Linked DNA regions of Mus musculus: regions 2, 3, 4 and 5 are each linked to region 1. The links are chromatin contacts, called in public HiChIP or PLAC-seq and capture Hi-C maps. All regions are on one chromosome and are shown on one strand. The core of a region is the stretch at or near the end of the contact, and the rest is flanking DNA. Distances in the headings are between cores, read along the strand shown. Region 1 holds the start of Trim56 (tripartite motif-containing 56). Region 2 overlaps Zan (zonadhesin). Region 3 holds the start of Mospd3 (motile sperm domain containing 3). Region 4 overlaps Col26a1 (collagen, type XXVI, alpha 1). Region 5 holds the start of Tfr2 (transferrin receptor 2).

The links. HiChIP or PLAC-seq counts read pairs in DNA pulled down with a chosen protein or histone mark. Capture Hi-C pulls out chosen DNA fragments and counts their contacts.
Region 2: an HNF4G HiChIP or PLAC-seq map of pancreatic cancer cells shows a contact between it and region 1. The contact joins the enhancer-like site here to the promoter of Trim56 in region 1. A contact is called at or near these places in 5 of 115 datasets of contacts at active chromatin or transcription factors (acute myeloid leukemia, bone marrow-derived macrophages, embryonic stem cells and 2 more) and 1 of 9 other capture datasets (embryonic stem cells).
Region 3: an H3K4me3 HiChIP or PLAC-seq map of bone marrow-derived macrophages shows a contact between it and region 1, with 6 times the contacts expected there. The contact joins the promoter of Mospd3 here to the promoter of Trim56 in region 1. A contact is called at or near these places in 5 of 39 promoter capture datasets (cranial neural crest, hippocampal neurons, liver and 2 more), 2 of 484 Hi-C or Micro-C datasets (adipose-derived mesenchymal stem cells and regulatory T cells), 7 of 115 datasets of contacts at active chromatin or transcription factors (bone marrow-derived macrophages, double positive thymocytes, embryonic stem cells and 4 more) and 1 of 9 other capture datasets (liver).
Region 4: a contact with region 1 is called in an H3K27ac HiChIP or PLAC-seq map of large pre-B cells, with 2.6 times the contacts expected there. The contact joins the enhancer-like site here to the promoter of Trim56 in region 1. A contact is called at or near these places in 2 of 39 promoter capture datasets (embryonic stem cells and stem cell-derived epiblast-like cells), 1 of 15 datasets of contacts at CTCF or cohesin (embryonic stem cells), 22 of 484 Hi-C or Micro-C datasets (B cells, the G1E-ER4 cell line, cerebellum and 8 more), 5 of 115 datasets of contacts at active chromatin or transcription factors (astrocytes, embryonic basal ganglia, embryonic stem cells and 1 more) and 1 of 9 other capture datasets (embryonic stem cells).
Region 5: a capture Hi-C map of embryonic stem cells shows a contact between it and region 1, with 4 times the contacts expected there. The contact joins the promoter of Tfr2 here to the promoter of Trim56 in region 1. A contact is called at or near these places in 6 of 39 promoter capture datasets (the C10 cell line, cranial neural crest, embryonic stem cells and 3 more), 2 of 484 Hi-C or Micro-C datasets (the G1E-ER4 cell line and the P5424 cell line), 3 of 115 datasets of contacts at active chromatin or transcription factors (bone marrow-derived macrophages, large pre-B cells and neural tube) and 2 of 9 other capture datasets (embryonic stem cells and pancreatic islet).

Annotation. Positions count from the first base shown.
Region 1 is chr5:137,114,776-137,117,475 of GRCm38.p6, forward strand. It overlaps Trim56 (tripartite motif-containing 56), which reads right to left and starts at 1,432. Exons shown (of 3, transcript NM_201373.4): 1 at 1,337-1,432; 2 at 14-178.
Region 2 is chr5:137,424,036-137,426,735 of GRCm38.p6, forward strand. It overlaps Zan (zonadhesin), which reads right to left. Exons shown (of 88, transcript NM_011741.2): 39 at 2,129-2,270; 40 at 1,522-1,739; 41 at 494-635; 42 at 1-98. Among named protein-coding and RNA genes, the nearest start is that of Zan, 52 kb to the right of the region's middle. Within about 2 kb of position 1,451, at least 42 of the 459 cell types and tissues checked have an H3K27ac peak or open chromatin away from gene starts, as enhancers often do. A contact at or near this core is called in pancreatic cancer cells, where this site is marked.
Region 3 is chr5:137,599,419-137,602,118 of GRCm38.p6, forward strand. It overlaps Mospd3 (motile sperm domain containing 3), which reads right to left and starts at 1,290. Exons shown (of 5, transcript NM_001254762.1): 1 at 853-1,290; 2 at 559-634; 3 at 176-405. The coding sequence starts at 1,057. It also overlaps the pseudogene Gm7285.
Region 4 is chr5:136,795,764-136,798,463 of GRCm38.p6, forward strand. All of the region lies in intron 3 of Col26a1 (collagen, type XXVI, alpha 1), which reads right to left. Among named protein-coding and RNA genes, the nearest start is that of Gm30654, 30 kb to the right of the region's middle. Within about 2 kb of position 1,373, at least 16 of the 459 cell types and tissues checked have an H3K27ac peak or open chromatin away from gene starts, as enhancers often do. A contact at or near this core is called in B cells, where this site is marked.
Region 5 is chr5:137,568,577-137,571,276 of GRCm38.p6, forward strand. It overlaps Tfr2 (transferrin receptor 2), which reads left to right and starts at 1,264. Exons shown (of 20, transcript NM_015799.4): 1 at 1,264-1,358; 2 at 1,496-1,542; 3 at 2,412-2,465. The coding sequence starts at 2,433. It overlaps Actl6b (actin-like 6B), which reads left to right. Exons shown (of 14, transcript NM_031404.5): 14 at 730-1,004. The coding sequence ends at 810.

The sequences.
Region 1 (2,700 bases), core at 182-2,681:
TGTCCACACTCACCTGGATGTTTGGTACGTTCTGGCTTGTGGGAGGCACTAGATACCAGGGGAAGGGTTTTTTTCTTCCACTTTGTTCTCTTTACAGACACTCACCAAACGTAAACATGCGACCGGCTGTAGGAAGTGCTGAGCCTGTGGGAAAGATGAGACCAGGTAGCCCCCAGGCCTCAGAGATAGAATACTCTAATTAGTAACATACCAGGTCAAGGGCCAAAGGTAGGTGTAGCCCAAGCCCTTCCCGTCTCATGTAGCCCAGGCTGGCCTCAAACTTGGCCAAGTAGCCCAGGATGACCTTGACCTTCTGAACTTCCTGCCTCCACTTCCGGAGCCCTGGGAAGTTTATGTAGCACTGGAGAAGCAACCTAGGGCTTCTTGTGAGCTAGGCAGCCCTGCTCCTGGGTCTAGCTCCAAGCTTGTGCTCCTCCTGCCTCAGTCTCCTGCGTGCTCACATCACAGGCAAGCACCACCACGTTCACCTTGCCATGGGTCCTGTTATCAGTGGGTGCTAGGACTCAAGGGGCAGCCAGGAAGGACACACAGGTCAGGGGCATGCGAGCACTGTGCTTTTCGATGTTGGACAGGGTCCCGCAGTCTTTGTCCATCCATCTGTCTGGGAGGGTGTCCTGGGAGGGTGGAAGGGGCCCTACTTCCTGCCCCATCTAGCTTTGAAAATAACAACAGATCAAGATGAAGGCTCAGGGAGAAAAAGTTCATCTCCTTCCTTTTCCTGGACCTGGGGGTCATGTAGATCTGGCCTGACTCCTGGAGTCCTCTAATTTTACCATTCCTACCAAACTCATTCTAGAATCCCCTGGAGGGAAGGTACTGTAAGTCCCCAGCACGGTGGCGACTTAATAAAGAAAGCTGGAGCCCGAGACAGGAAGCTTGCCACAAATTTGAGGCTAGCCTGGGTTTAAAAGTGAGTTTCAGGACAGCCTGGGGCTACAATAGTGAGTTCTGGTTGAGCTTGCCCTACAGAGAGATCTAGCCTTGAGAGAGAGAATGAGAGCGATCACTTTTCTTTTTCCCCAGTGTTGGGAGGAAAAAAAAACAAACAAACTCGGAGTGGGGGGTGGGGGTGCGGTTGTCTACACTCAGTGAGTGTAGGATTCAGGACACAAGGTGGGAGGTGGGAGGCTGAGGGACAGGGCCTGGCTCCAAGCTTGTCCTCCCAAGCTTCTCAGGTCCCCTCTGCCCTCTCTCCCCTCCCTTCCTTTCCCTCTCCCGGGCTTTCTCACTTCCCCTTTCCTCCCTCCCCTCCCCCCAGGCTAGTCTTTCTGGGTGCTGGCTCTTAACCCCATCCGCCTTCCCGGGCTCTCCTTACCCAGCCACAGCTGATCCTGGACTCTCCCAGCAGGACCGGGGAGCCCCGAAATCCCGCTACCGCCAGCAGTTGACTACCTGCAAGAGAAACAAAACTGAAAGTAATCGTACTGTGGTGGTGCAACTTCCGTCCCCGGCCCGGGACAACTACTCTGGGGCGCAAGCCCCGCCTTCCTCACCACTCCACCCTGGAACCCTCCCTCCCCTCTGGCCGGGGCAATAAGGCCAGACCCGACTCCAGCAGGAAGGTCTGGGGGCTACAGGTTAGGGCGACTGGTAGCCCCAGGCTCAAGCTGTCAGCTTGTGTGTGTGTTGCAAACAAGACACTGCCCCAGAATCTATTCTCTGAGCATGTTTATCGGGTCAGGATGTTTATGTGTGGCAAGGAATGACAGATGAGCGATTGGGCCAGTGGGCGAGGCTCCTCGTGGGTCCTTTGCTAACCGTTGAAGCTGTGAGCCCCAGATAAGAACATTTCCAGAGCTTAGCGCAGTCTTTCTGGAGGAGGCTGTCTAGAGATGTGTTTGAGGAGGTCTCGGAGCATTTGGGGGCTTTCCCGGGGCAAGAGCGTTCTGAGAGCAACAGGTGTGCAGGGACAGAGAAATGACATCCGAAATCCTCAGCCTTCGGTGGTGGGCCACAGCTGTAATCCCTGCGCTGGGAGCTGGAGGCAGGAAGACCAGAGGTTCCATGCTAGCTAGCCTCAGATACTTGGCAAGTTTAAGGCCTGTGAAGCTTGAAAGAATCACAGGGGACCGTGTGAACCGTGGAAGACAACAGACGTTGTAGAGGGAGGAATTGACTAACATTGTTGGATGCCACAAACCAGGTAGTCAATCAAAATGAGGACAGGAAGTCATTGGGGTGGTAGCAGACCTAACATGGTTCACCTTGTCGATCTCCCTACCCTTTTATTCTCTCCCCCAAATTTTTGCTTCATGCTGGTGTAAAAGCAACATATTCAGAAAAAAAAATGTACTTTGGGTGTTTTTTTTTTCTTATGTATATATTTAGACAAAGTCTCGTTATTTAGCCCAGGCTAGCTTCAAGATCCTTCTGCCCCAGCCTCTTGAGTGTTGGTATTTCAGGTGTGTACCACCACCTCCATCTTTGGAAATTTTTTTTTTTTTTTTTTTTTTTTTAGCCTAGAAAAAAAAGTACAATTCCAAGGGGAAGGCCTGGAAAAACCAGACAGCACAGAAAGACAAGAGAGATTAAGGTTGCACTGGGGTGGACTCACCCCCATATGGCTCAATGGCTTACAGTGGTAGAAAGCTCGCCTGGTATGCCCGAGGCCCTGGATTACACCCACAGCACCTAATAAACTAGGCATAACCCCAGCACTTGGGAGGCAGAGGCTGGAAG
Region 2 (2,700 bases), core at 201-2,700, 310 kb after region 1:
GGGGCTGGTGCCTCTACAGAGGCCATCTGGGTCAGAGCAGGAAGGCAGGCAGGAGGGAAGGCAGTGGGTGTAGAGGCTGTGGTCCGGGCACTGCAGAGCTATAGGGGAAAGAGAGAGTGGGGTAAGTGGAGAGGCCCAGAGGGGGCTTAAAGAAGCACACGCTATAGAAACAGGAGAAGCTAGAATGTTCAAGAAAACTTGAAGGTAGGTTTTTGGGTCCCCCCCCCAAAATATTTACTGACCACAGGCTGTGTGCCAATCCCCTAGGAAAGGAAGTAATGAGAATGGGTCTTCTGAGTTATTATGGGGTGGTAACCATGAGGAAACCAAGTCTAAGAAAGTACCCAGCCCAAAAATTGGTCCCCCGAATCTCTCCTCACTGTGTTACCTCCTACCCCTGACCTCTCAGGCCCAGGGGACTAAGCTCCCTCTGGCCGTGCCCCTAATTTTTCCAGTCATGAACAGCCCCCCACCGTTCCTGTGGTCCTCTTACTGATTTCAGTGCAGTTACTGGTGTCATCCTTGATGTCCTTGCAGTAGGTCCCTGAGGGACACTGGAAGTCCCTGCAGTGGATGGTCCCTGTCACACAGGCACAGGTTTGTGTGCAGCCTTTGTTGATCCAGATCTTGTCTGCCTACAAAAGCCACGGGAGTTAAAAAATGGAACAGGAGCAGGAAGTCTGGTTAGAGGGCCACAGCCTCATCTCTCTGAAGTGCTGACCTTTGCCCTTCATATCTGCACGTTTCACATCTAGTCAGTCAACCAATTATTGATGGAAAATTGGAGGTGGTGGGGGTGAGACCTGTGTGATTGGTAGAGCACCTGCCTAGAAGCTCCCATCAAAACCCTTACAGAGCAACTCCGTGGTATCCATCTTCCCTTGGTGGTTTGGGGGCACAGGGCAGTTCACATAGCTTCTGACGACAGATGATTTGCCTGTGGAGGCTCAGCTACAGAGCACTCAGCTAGTATGTTCCAGAACCTGATCAACCCTCACACTCCAGAGGCAGTCATGAAGCCATGCATACAGACAGGCGCATCCCATGTGCACAAGGCAGAAGGGAAGAAAGTTGCCCTCATGGCACTTTTCAAAATGATCTTTGTGTGCGAGTAGGTGCATTTATGTGTGTGAAACTACAGCACATGTATGTGTAGAAGTCAGAGGATGGTCCAAACCCTCAATTGCATATTGACACAGTGCTCTCTCTCTCTCTCTCCCTCTCCCCCTCCCTCCCTCTCTCCCTCTCCCCTTCTCCTCCCCCCTCCCACCCTTTTGGCTGTTGGCCTTCTCCACTGAGCACACAGCACAAGCTAGCCCTCAAGTTTCTAGGGATTCTCCTGTTTCTGCCTCCCATCTCCCAGTAGGAGCGCTGGATTACAGGCACAGGCCACCCAGCCAGTTCACATGCATTGCAAAAATTCAAACGTAGGTCCTCATTCTTTTGGTGCATATACCTCACCCACTGAGTCATCACCCCAGCACCCCCCCATTCCCCATCCCACTCTCCACACCCACTCACAGGGATGAGGACACCCTGGGCATCTTTGCAGCCACACTCAATTCTGGGCACACACTTGTTGTTAAGCACCACATAGTCAGGTTCACAGACACAGCCCTCCTGGCAGGCGGAGGGGGCTTTGGTGGTGGAGCCCCCACAGTGGCCTTCTGGGTCCGAGCAGGAAGGCTGACAGGGTGGAAGGCAGTTGGTGAAGCTGCTGTGGGCGGGGCACTGCAGAGCTGTGGGTTAGAGGGAAAGCTGGGTTAGTGGAAAAGATTAGAGGGGCTCAGGAAACAGTAGCTATGGAAACCAGGTGTGGCTGAAGGCCAACAGAGCTTTTGAGTTTTTTTTTTTTCTCCCTTGTATTATTCATTCAGTAAACATTTACTGAGCATGCGATGCATGCTAAGCTCCAAGGAATGAAGTAATAAAATGGGTCTCCCTGTTCGTCATGGGATACTAACCGTGGAGAAACAAATGCTGAGAAAGGACCCAGTGAGTTATGGGTCAGAATCTCTCCCCTCTATCACTGACCTCCAAGGCCTGGGGAGCTAACCTTCTCATCCTGCCTCCGAGCCCTTTAGTCACGAGCATTCCCGCTCCGTCTTCCCCCAGGTGGCTCCCTTACTGATATTGGCACAGTTGCTGGTGCCATCCTCAATGTCCTGGCAGTAAGTCCCCGAGGGACACTGGAAATTCTGGCATCGAATGACCCCTTCCATGCAGTCACAGCTCTGGGAACAGCCTCTGGAAGTCCAGCTCTTGCCTGCCTGAAGAAGCCACGGGGAAAACAAAGAAAATGAGGAAGAACAGGCTGGTTCAATTGATACAGACACGCCCACGGTCTGAAGGGCTTCGATCTGCCCTCCCTATTTGTAGATTCAGCATCTAGTGTGTCAATCACCCGCAGCGGGGGGAACAAGAAACCTCTACATCTTATCAGGATGTGGTGGCACGATGCCTTCAGTCCAGGCACTCAGGAAGCAGAAGCAGGCGGATCTCTGTAAGTTCTAGGTCAGCCAGAGCTACACAGTGGGATCCTTTCTCAAAAGAACTAAAGCAAGCAAACGACTACATGCTGCACCAGAGGCTGTGGGTAGAGTGCTTGCCTGGAATCCTCCTGTGGGAGTGCCTCCCTAGTGAAGGGAATGACTGGCTGTTAAAGCTGAGGCCTAGAATCTTCCAATGGAAGCCTGGTAT
Region 3 (2,700 bases), core at 40-2,539, 480 kb after region 1:
AGGTTCAATGAGAGAGCCTGTCTCAAAACAACTAAGGGTGAGAAGAGACTGCACATGTGCTCAAGTCCATGCATAAGGACCCACATGCATATACTCACACAATACATATACACAATACCACACACACACACACACACACACACACACACACACACAAAGAATCTGTTCAACTCACTCTCCTGAAGATGTCTGGCTGGGGTCAGTCCTGTCCACACAGGAGGCCCTGGGTTGGGCGTTGGCTCAGAATGTCCCTGAAGCTCCAGGGGGTACGCTGGGGCTCGAAGAACAGAGGTGATGTCTTTTCTTCCAACCACTCGTCCCTCAGTCCCCTCCTCAGACAGCTCAATGCGGAATCTGTCCTGGACGTCATAGTGGCTGGGGACGGGGGCCACGTGCCGTATCACACTGAACCATTGGGAGGAAAGGAAGTGAGAGGCAACCAACCATGTAAATCCAGATCTCCTCCCCAGAAACTTTTCCCAGAGTGACTGCAGTCAGCAGGAGAAAAGACAACAGGTAGCTGTGGTGCCTGGCTGCTTCCCCAACCTCCCCACTCACATGTCAATGCAGGACTGAGGCTTCACATATCCCTCTGCATCGAATACCGTGTATTTGGCAGGTGCTGTGCACAGAACTGTCAGATAAAGATACGCGAAGAGATCTTAGGCAAGTTTTACTTATAGTGCTCCACCGGGGCCCCTCATGTCAGCAACCCCGGAGATGGACATGATTTTTTTTTCAGACCCAAAGCTAGGCATCTTGCCTCTTGATTAATTCCTCCAGCCCACACAGTCTTCCCATATCCTGCTACTAACCCCCAGAGCCCTAGCTCTAAGGCGCCCGTCTCTTCACCTCGGAAGCGAAGCGCAGTTCCCGTGGGGTTGTAGAGGGTCAGCAGCTGCCGGGGTCCACTTCTCTGGTCCGCCCTGAATACTAGATCCGGGGGAAAGACCAGCACCGGGACAACGGGTCCTGAGGAAGGAGGGGAGCCCCGGGACCCCCGCCCAGGGGCCCCCGGACCCACCAGCTCCTGGTCCTGGGGCGCCCCACGGCGCATGCAGGCTCTGGGCGGTCGGACATCCGAGGGCAGAGCTCAGGAGGACAAGAGGGTCTTAGAGTTTAGGGCTAGTGACGCGATGGATGAAAAGAGGACAGGGGGAGATCATGAGCAGAGCGAGGCCTGATGTCACCACTGCCTTGGAACCCCGCTAGATGTGGATCCTGCAGCCCCGGGCCCCGGTTCCCAAACCTCCTCTCCTGCCAGCTGGGCCCCAGGTTCCTATAGGCCCCGCCCCCAAACCGCACCGCAGTGGCCACGCCCACCTGGCTAAAATCCGTCCCGCCTCGTCGCTTCCCAATCCGGGTCTTCCGGTTTGGGGCGCAGTAAACCCGCCCTGTTTCTGACCACGCCTTTTCCGGGTCTTCCCGCTCCGATCTCCTGACGGACTCTGCTCTTTGAGAGTCCCTGACCTCCAGGTCACCGAATTGTGTCCCTGTGCCCTTTCCTTGAGCTCGGCATATGCTCTGCTCGGGATCCCGCCTGTGAACAGCCGCTTGTACTGTGATAATCACCTCGCGGTCAAAGTTTCCTCCGGTCAACTTGTGACCAAATTAAGGGCGCCATCTTCCCGAGAGTTCCTTTATGCACTTCCGCCGTACGGCCTCTCTTATTGGTGGGTGCTGAATCCCTTCCGCCCCAATGTTCGCTGATTGGTGTTCTTCAAAGACCAAACACGCCTCCTTTGGCACCACTGATTGGCTTGATCTTGGTAAGAATTTTATGTGTCCTGAGTTCCTTCTCTGTCTGAGAGTTAAGTGCGAGAGGCGGGACTGTGAGCAACGACCTAGCGTTTGTTTATCTGGGCCTGGGAAACGTATGATTAAGTCAGTAATCAATAAGCAGAACTGGATGAGGCAGGAACTTTTTTTTTTTTTTTTAAATAAGAGGGTTAGTGCTGAAGGGTTCGGACCCAGGTTCGCTTCCAGCATAGACATAGTGACAACTATAACTCCAGTTTCTGGGAATCGAACGCCCTCATTTGACCTCTGACAATACGTGGGTCATATACATGTAAAGAAAACTTTCGATACTAAAGATGTGCCTACAAACCAAAACAGGAACCACCAAGAAAGCAGGAGAACTTTTTCTAAGCCGGCGCTCCGTCAGGACGAACATGTTCAGCTCGAGCGCCAAGATCGTGAAGCCCAATGGCGAGAAGCCCGACGAGTTCGAGTCTGGCATCTCTCGGGCGCTTCTCGAGCTGGAGATGAATTCTGATCTCAAGGCGCAGCTGCGGGAACTCAACATCACCGCAGCCAAGGAAATTGAAGTTGGTGGTGGTCGGAAAGCTATCGTAATTTTTGTACCAGTTCCTCAGCTTAAATCTTTCCAGAAAATCCAAGTCCGGCTAGTGTGAATTGGAGAAAAAGTTCAGTGGGAAGAATGTAGTCCTCATTGCTCAGAGGTGGATTCTGCCCAAGCCAACCCGGAAAAGCCGAACGAAAAATAAGCAAGAAGCGCCCCAGAAGCCGCACCCTGACAGCAGTGCACGATGCCATCCTTGAGGACTTAGTCTTCCCAAGTGAAATTGTGGGTAAGAGGATCCGTGTGAAACTGGATGGCAGCCGGCTCATAAAAGTTCACTTAGACAAAGCACAGCAGAACAACGTGGAACACAAGGTTGAAACTTTTTCTGGTGA
Region 4 (2,700 bases), core at 123-2,622, 320 kb before region 1:
TCTGAGGTTGACCCCAGGGACCCATATGATGGAAGGAAAACAAAAAAACAACAGTTCTCAGAAGTTGTCCTCTGACTGTCACGTGTGTGCCGTGACACCTGCCTACCCACCCCTACCCCATCCTACCTCAACACAAACTAAATAAAACTTAAATAGAAAGAAAGGGAGGGACCTTTGTCCCTAGTCCTAAGAGACAGTGGTGAACTTTGGTAAAGACGGTGGCTTACACAGGGCCCTGAACCTACAGGGACCCAGGAATTTGTCATCTGGAGGAGGCAGGAGAGTGAAGGTCTGTTTAGCCCAAAGCCACCTGCCACTCTTCAGCTCTCTGGCAGCACAAAGGGCCAGCTCAGGCCTCCTATGTGATCCACGTCTTGGAACCCACCCTCCTCTCATGCCCAAATAATGACCTGACTGGAGACTGGCCTCTGTAGTTGGTGTAAAACAATGATCTCTCCAGGGGCAGGGATGGCCACTACCCACTCATGGCCTTTACCAAGGCCACTGCTCTCTTCTCCAACCTCTGCCCATGTGGTTTCCCACAGCAAGAGGCCTAGAGTCAATGTCATGGTCTTCAGGCATCTCTGCTGTCCCCATTGTGGTCCTGACCAGTGGGGTGTGCTAGGGGCTGCCTAGAAGTGCAGGCCCAGTTCTGTGAGGAAGTCCCCTAACTGATGAAAGACACAGAGAAAAAAAAGGTCAAGAGAAGGTTTTGTGATGGAAGAGAGTGTTGTACATCTGGCCCAAGGTCCCGTCTTTTTATGGTGGTGCGTACAGAGACAAGGTTGCAGAGGAACAGGCAGGCTGGACCTGTGAAGCCAACAAGGTGCTGAACAGCTCTCTGGGAGGAGGGAGGAGGGAGGAGGGAGGAGGGAGCAGGGAGGAGGGAGCAGGGAGCAGGGAGCAGGGAGGAGGGAGCAGGGAGCAGGGAGCAGGGAGCAGGGAGCAGGGAGCAGGGAGCAGGGAGCAGGGGGAAGGAGAAAAGGACTGGAGGAAGATGTGAGGTGCAGAAGGAGGGGAAGAAGGAAAGATGAATGGAGAGAGAAAGTGGGAGGAGGGAGGGAGGGAAGAGACAGAGAAAGAGGGAAGGAAGGAATGAAAGGGGAGGCAGAAGGGAAGAGAGGATGCAATGAAGGATGAGAAAGAAATGGCAGGAGTGGGAAGAGGGGGAAGAGGGAGAAGACAGAGGTGGGAAGAGGGAGAGAACAGAGGAGTGGGAGGAAGGGGAGGAAGTAGAAGTGGGGGAGGAGGGGGAGGAGAGAGAGAAGTGAGAGGAGAGGCAGGAAGAGGGGGAGGAGAGGGAGGAGGGGGAGGCCTAGGCTACCGGTCAAAAAGGCAGAGCAAACAGATGGGCCTCTCAGTTCCCCTGGGCAGACTTCATACAGGCCAGACCCTCCCTACCTCCTCAGGGGATGAGCCGCAGGGCAGGCTGAGTGGATCAGCTCAGAGAGAGTGAGTGCCCATCTCTAGAGTTGCCCAAGAAGAGGTTAGACAGCCATCTAGGGGCATGCTTGAAAGGGGGGCTGCTCCCCCAAGATCTCAGAATCTGAGCCCCCATCCCCCAGAAGGCAAGCTACCCAGCTGTGAGAAAAGTGACCAACACAGTATATAACAAAGAGATAAAGCCTCATTAGGTAACCCAGGCTGGCCTTGAACTCCAGATCCCCCTGCCTCAGCCCCCCCACCCCCACCCCGGGCTGGGATTGCAATTATGCTCTACCCACCTGGCTTAACTGTGCTTTAGTGCTGGGAGTAAGCTAACAGGAAGGACGGCATCCTGGGTAGCTTTGAGTAGGCTTGGTGAGGGAATATGGATCTCGGTTTCCACACTAACTGCAGGTCCTACTTCCCTCAGGAATCATGGTGTCCCACAGGAAGTTTCCTTTGTAGCTCCCTCTGGCAGACAGCAAAAGGAATGTAGAAACGAGCTCGTGCACAGCAAGTTCAAAGTTAGCGACTGTCTTAGTTACTTTTCTTGCAGCTCTGACCAAAGCAATAAAAGATGGAGGGGTAGAATTTGGCTGAGTCTGTGTCCTGTCCCTCACGATGGGGAAGACCTGGCAGCAGGAGAGTGAGGCAACTAACTGGTCATGTGACACCCACAGTCAGGAAGCAGAGAGAGGCAGAGGCTGGGGGACAGCTTGCTTTCTTCTCTTTATTCTACCAGGGACCCCAGCCTAGGGAATGGTGCCGCCATATTTAGGGTGTGTCTACCCAATCTAGAAATTTCCTCACAGACCTGCCAGAAGGGACTCTGATCCTGTCAAGCTGACAATCAGTATTGACCACCACAGTCTGGCCTGGACCTGCTGTCCTGCCTGGACAGACCCTGGGGGTGGCCACAAAGGCACTCTATTTCCAGTGTGATTTCTGTGACTCTCCCGTCATTGACAGATAACCGCCCCCCCAAGTTTCTGAGCCTCAGGTTCCCTAGCTGCAAAGCAAGCTGCTCCTCTCAAACAAGGCAGGAGGTGATAACTGGCACCGGGGTTGTCCTCTGACCTCTACAAGTGTGCCGAGGCATGCACACACACACACACACACACACACACACACACACACAAGCACACATGTCCCAAGTTTGTCCCCACTCAGTCCAGGGCTCTGATTCTAGGAGGTTCTGCTAGTACTTTGCTCAGCTCTAAAGAGGCTCTCTCTTCCTTTCCCCCTCCCCTCCCCCTGTCCCCCCTCTCTGTCTCA
Region 5 (2,700 bases), core at 14-2,513, 450 kb after region 1:
AGAACGGTGATGGTGGCGCTGGCTGGGGTGGGAGGTGTATGTCCAGCTACTCTGGATGTGGAGGCCGTAAGATCACAAGGTCAAGGTCAGCCTGGGCCATTGGTTGAGACCCTTTGCCAAAATAAAAGGCAAATAAATACAAGGGCTGAAAAGATGGCTCAGTAGGCAAAGCACTTGCTGCACAAGGCATGAGGACCCAAGTTCAGATCCGCAGAACCCAACTTGTAAGGAGAACATTTGTCTGTAATCCCAGGCCTCTTCTTACAAAATGGGAGGAGACAGGCGAAGCCCCAGAAGCTCAAGGCTGGCTAGCCTCTCTACAGAGTGACAAACCTGTATGGTTTGGTAAACCCTGCCCTTTGTACTCCGTGTGTACATGTTAGCTCAACCATCACACACAAACACAGGCACAAATACAACACACATGCACAAAACATGTTTAATCTCAAGTAAGGGGCTGGGGGCGTGGCTCAGTGGTAGACCCCCCCTGCCTAGAATCCCCCAGGGAGGAGCTGGGGGCGTGGCTCAGTGGTAGAGCCTCTGCCTAGAATCCCCCAGGGAGGAGCTGGGGGCGTGGCTCAGTGGTAGAGCAGCCTAAAATCTCCCGGAAGGGGGGGGGCGGGGGGAGGATACAGGTGAGAAATGCATGAAGGCAAGTAGAAAGCCGAGGTGTGGTGGTGTAGAGAGGTGTGGGGTGACGCCTGACAGCTGATGTTGCCCTTTTCTCAGGGCACATTCCAGCAGATGTGGATCTCCAAACAGGAATACGAGGAGGGAGGGAAGCAGTGCGTGGAGCGGAAGTGCCCCTGAAGTTGCCCCCCTCCCCCAAATACCCGTCCACCCCATCCACGGAGAAACGCCAGAGGGGCGTTCTACCAGCCAGAAATCCAAAAGCGCTGAACTCTCCCTTTCCCATTACCCTCTTCTCTCTTACCCACATCTTCTTAGACTGTGATGTTCCTGAGTTGAAAGAAGAAAAAAAAAAAAGAACTTTTATGAAAATCAAGTGTTTGACTTCTTTGGGGGAGAATGGGGGCGTGGGGATCTGGTGAGATGCCAGAGAGAGACACACCTACATTCGTGCTACTCTGGGGCACGAATTTCTTAGGTTTTAGTGGGGTCAGGACTCTGGAAGGACCAGGAAGAGTCTGTACTGAGCTGGTTGTTGGTTCAGGGCTGCTCCAGAAAAGGACGTGCGGGGGCGGAGTCCTCTGGGGCGGGGCCTGGGGGCGTGCTCTAGTGGGTGTGGCCTCAGTAGGCTTTGAGTCTCCTGGGAGCATGGTCCAAGAAACCCAGAGACCTGTTGCTGAGCTGAACTTGGCTGCTGTGTCTTCCCACTCAGGACTCGGCTTTGACAGGCACGAGGCAGGGACTGGGGTACTGGTGAGCCCCTACCTCTCAGATCTTTCTGGACCTGGGTAGGACCCGCAGTTTCCCAGGGGAAACCTGGACCAGAAGTAAGGGTGAGGTGGACCCTGAACTTTCCCATTCACAGCTGCAGGTCCTGGTGTCTTCGTCGCGGCTTGGATTTCAAACTGGAGGGTAAACTGCGGTTATGGCCCTTCATCAAAATTTTAGAGTCGTAGACCCCGAAGGAGAAACACTTAAGTCCTTTAGTGATCCAAGGGGTGCTGGGGAGGACTGTGGCTTGGCCAAGACCTTTTCTGCCCCCCTAACGGTGAGGTGGAAACCCATAGTTTCCTGACTCCAAGACCCACTCGTCGGTTTCTTTTGACCTCTTTACCTCATTCCTAACACTTCCTCCCCAGCAACCAAGCAGATTCCAGACAGACAGACAGACAGACAGCTTTGTGGTCAGATTAAACCACCAAGTCACCCCACTGAGATACCGCTGTTTGGAATCTGAGACAGGGGTTGGGGCAGGAAGACCGGCTAACGGGTTATTTGGAAGGCTGTGTGCTGGGAAAACCTAGCAACCAGACCCAAGAGGTGGGAAGGGGCAGACGTTTTCATGGTGAAACTTCCAAGGGGGCTGGGGACTTTCCCCAAGGACACCCTGAGAGAGTGAAATCAGGGAAAAGGAGGGATTTACCTATATCTCCCCTCCCCCCTCACGTTAAGCCCCCCCATCCCCCAACCTGTGACGGGAACCAAGTTGGCCAAAGTCTGCTCTGAGGTTTAAAAAAAAAAAAATTGATTGTTTTGCAGTCTGCCCGCAACAGTGGGGTTTGTGGAAAGATTGGTGAGAGAAGGCACTGCCCCTTGCGGTCTAGCATGAACCAGGGGGAATGTCTAGAAGGCTGGACTGAGGCCAGACTGTGCCCCCACCCTTATGGGGAATGAGAAACGGCCTAGGTTCAGGCTGCCTGTCAGGGCTGATAAGGGGCCCTCTAGGGCTCCCACAAACGGTTTATCGGGGTTTTGTGTGTGTGTGTGTGGACTACTTGCAGAGTTCAGGAGGGGGCACAAGCATGGAGCAACGTTGGGGTCTACTTCGGAGAGTGGTAAGACCACGGGGGTGCGGAGTTGTGGTTACACACATTAGGTCTTCCTTCGTGTCCCTTAGGCAACTCCCTAATGCATAAGGTTGGCCCCACTGGTCCTCCTTGGGTCCCTCCTCTCCAGCCTCCAGAGCTCCCTTCCTCCTGGCCGGAGTCAGTGACACCATTCTTGCCTAACCCTCAGCCAACTCTTAGGCCCCCTCCCGTAATCTCATGCCTACCTCACCCCTCCACTCAG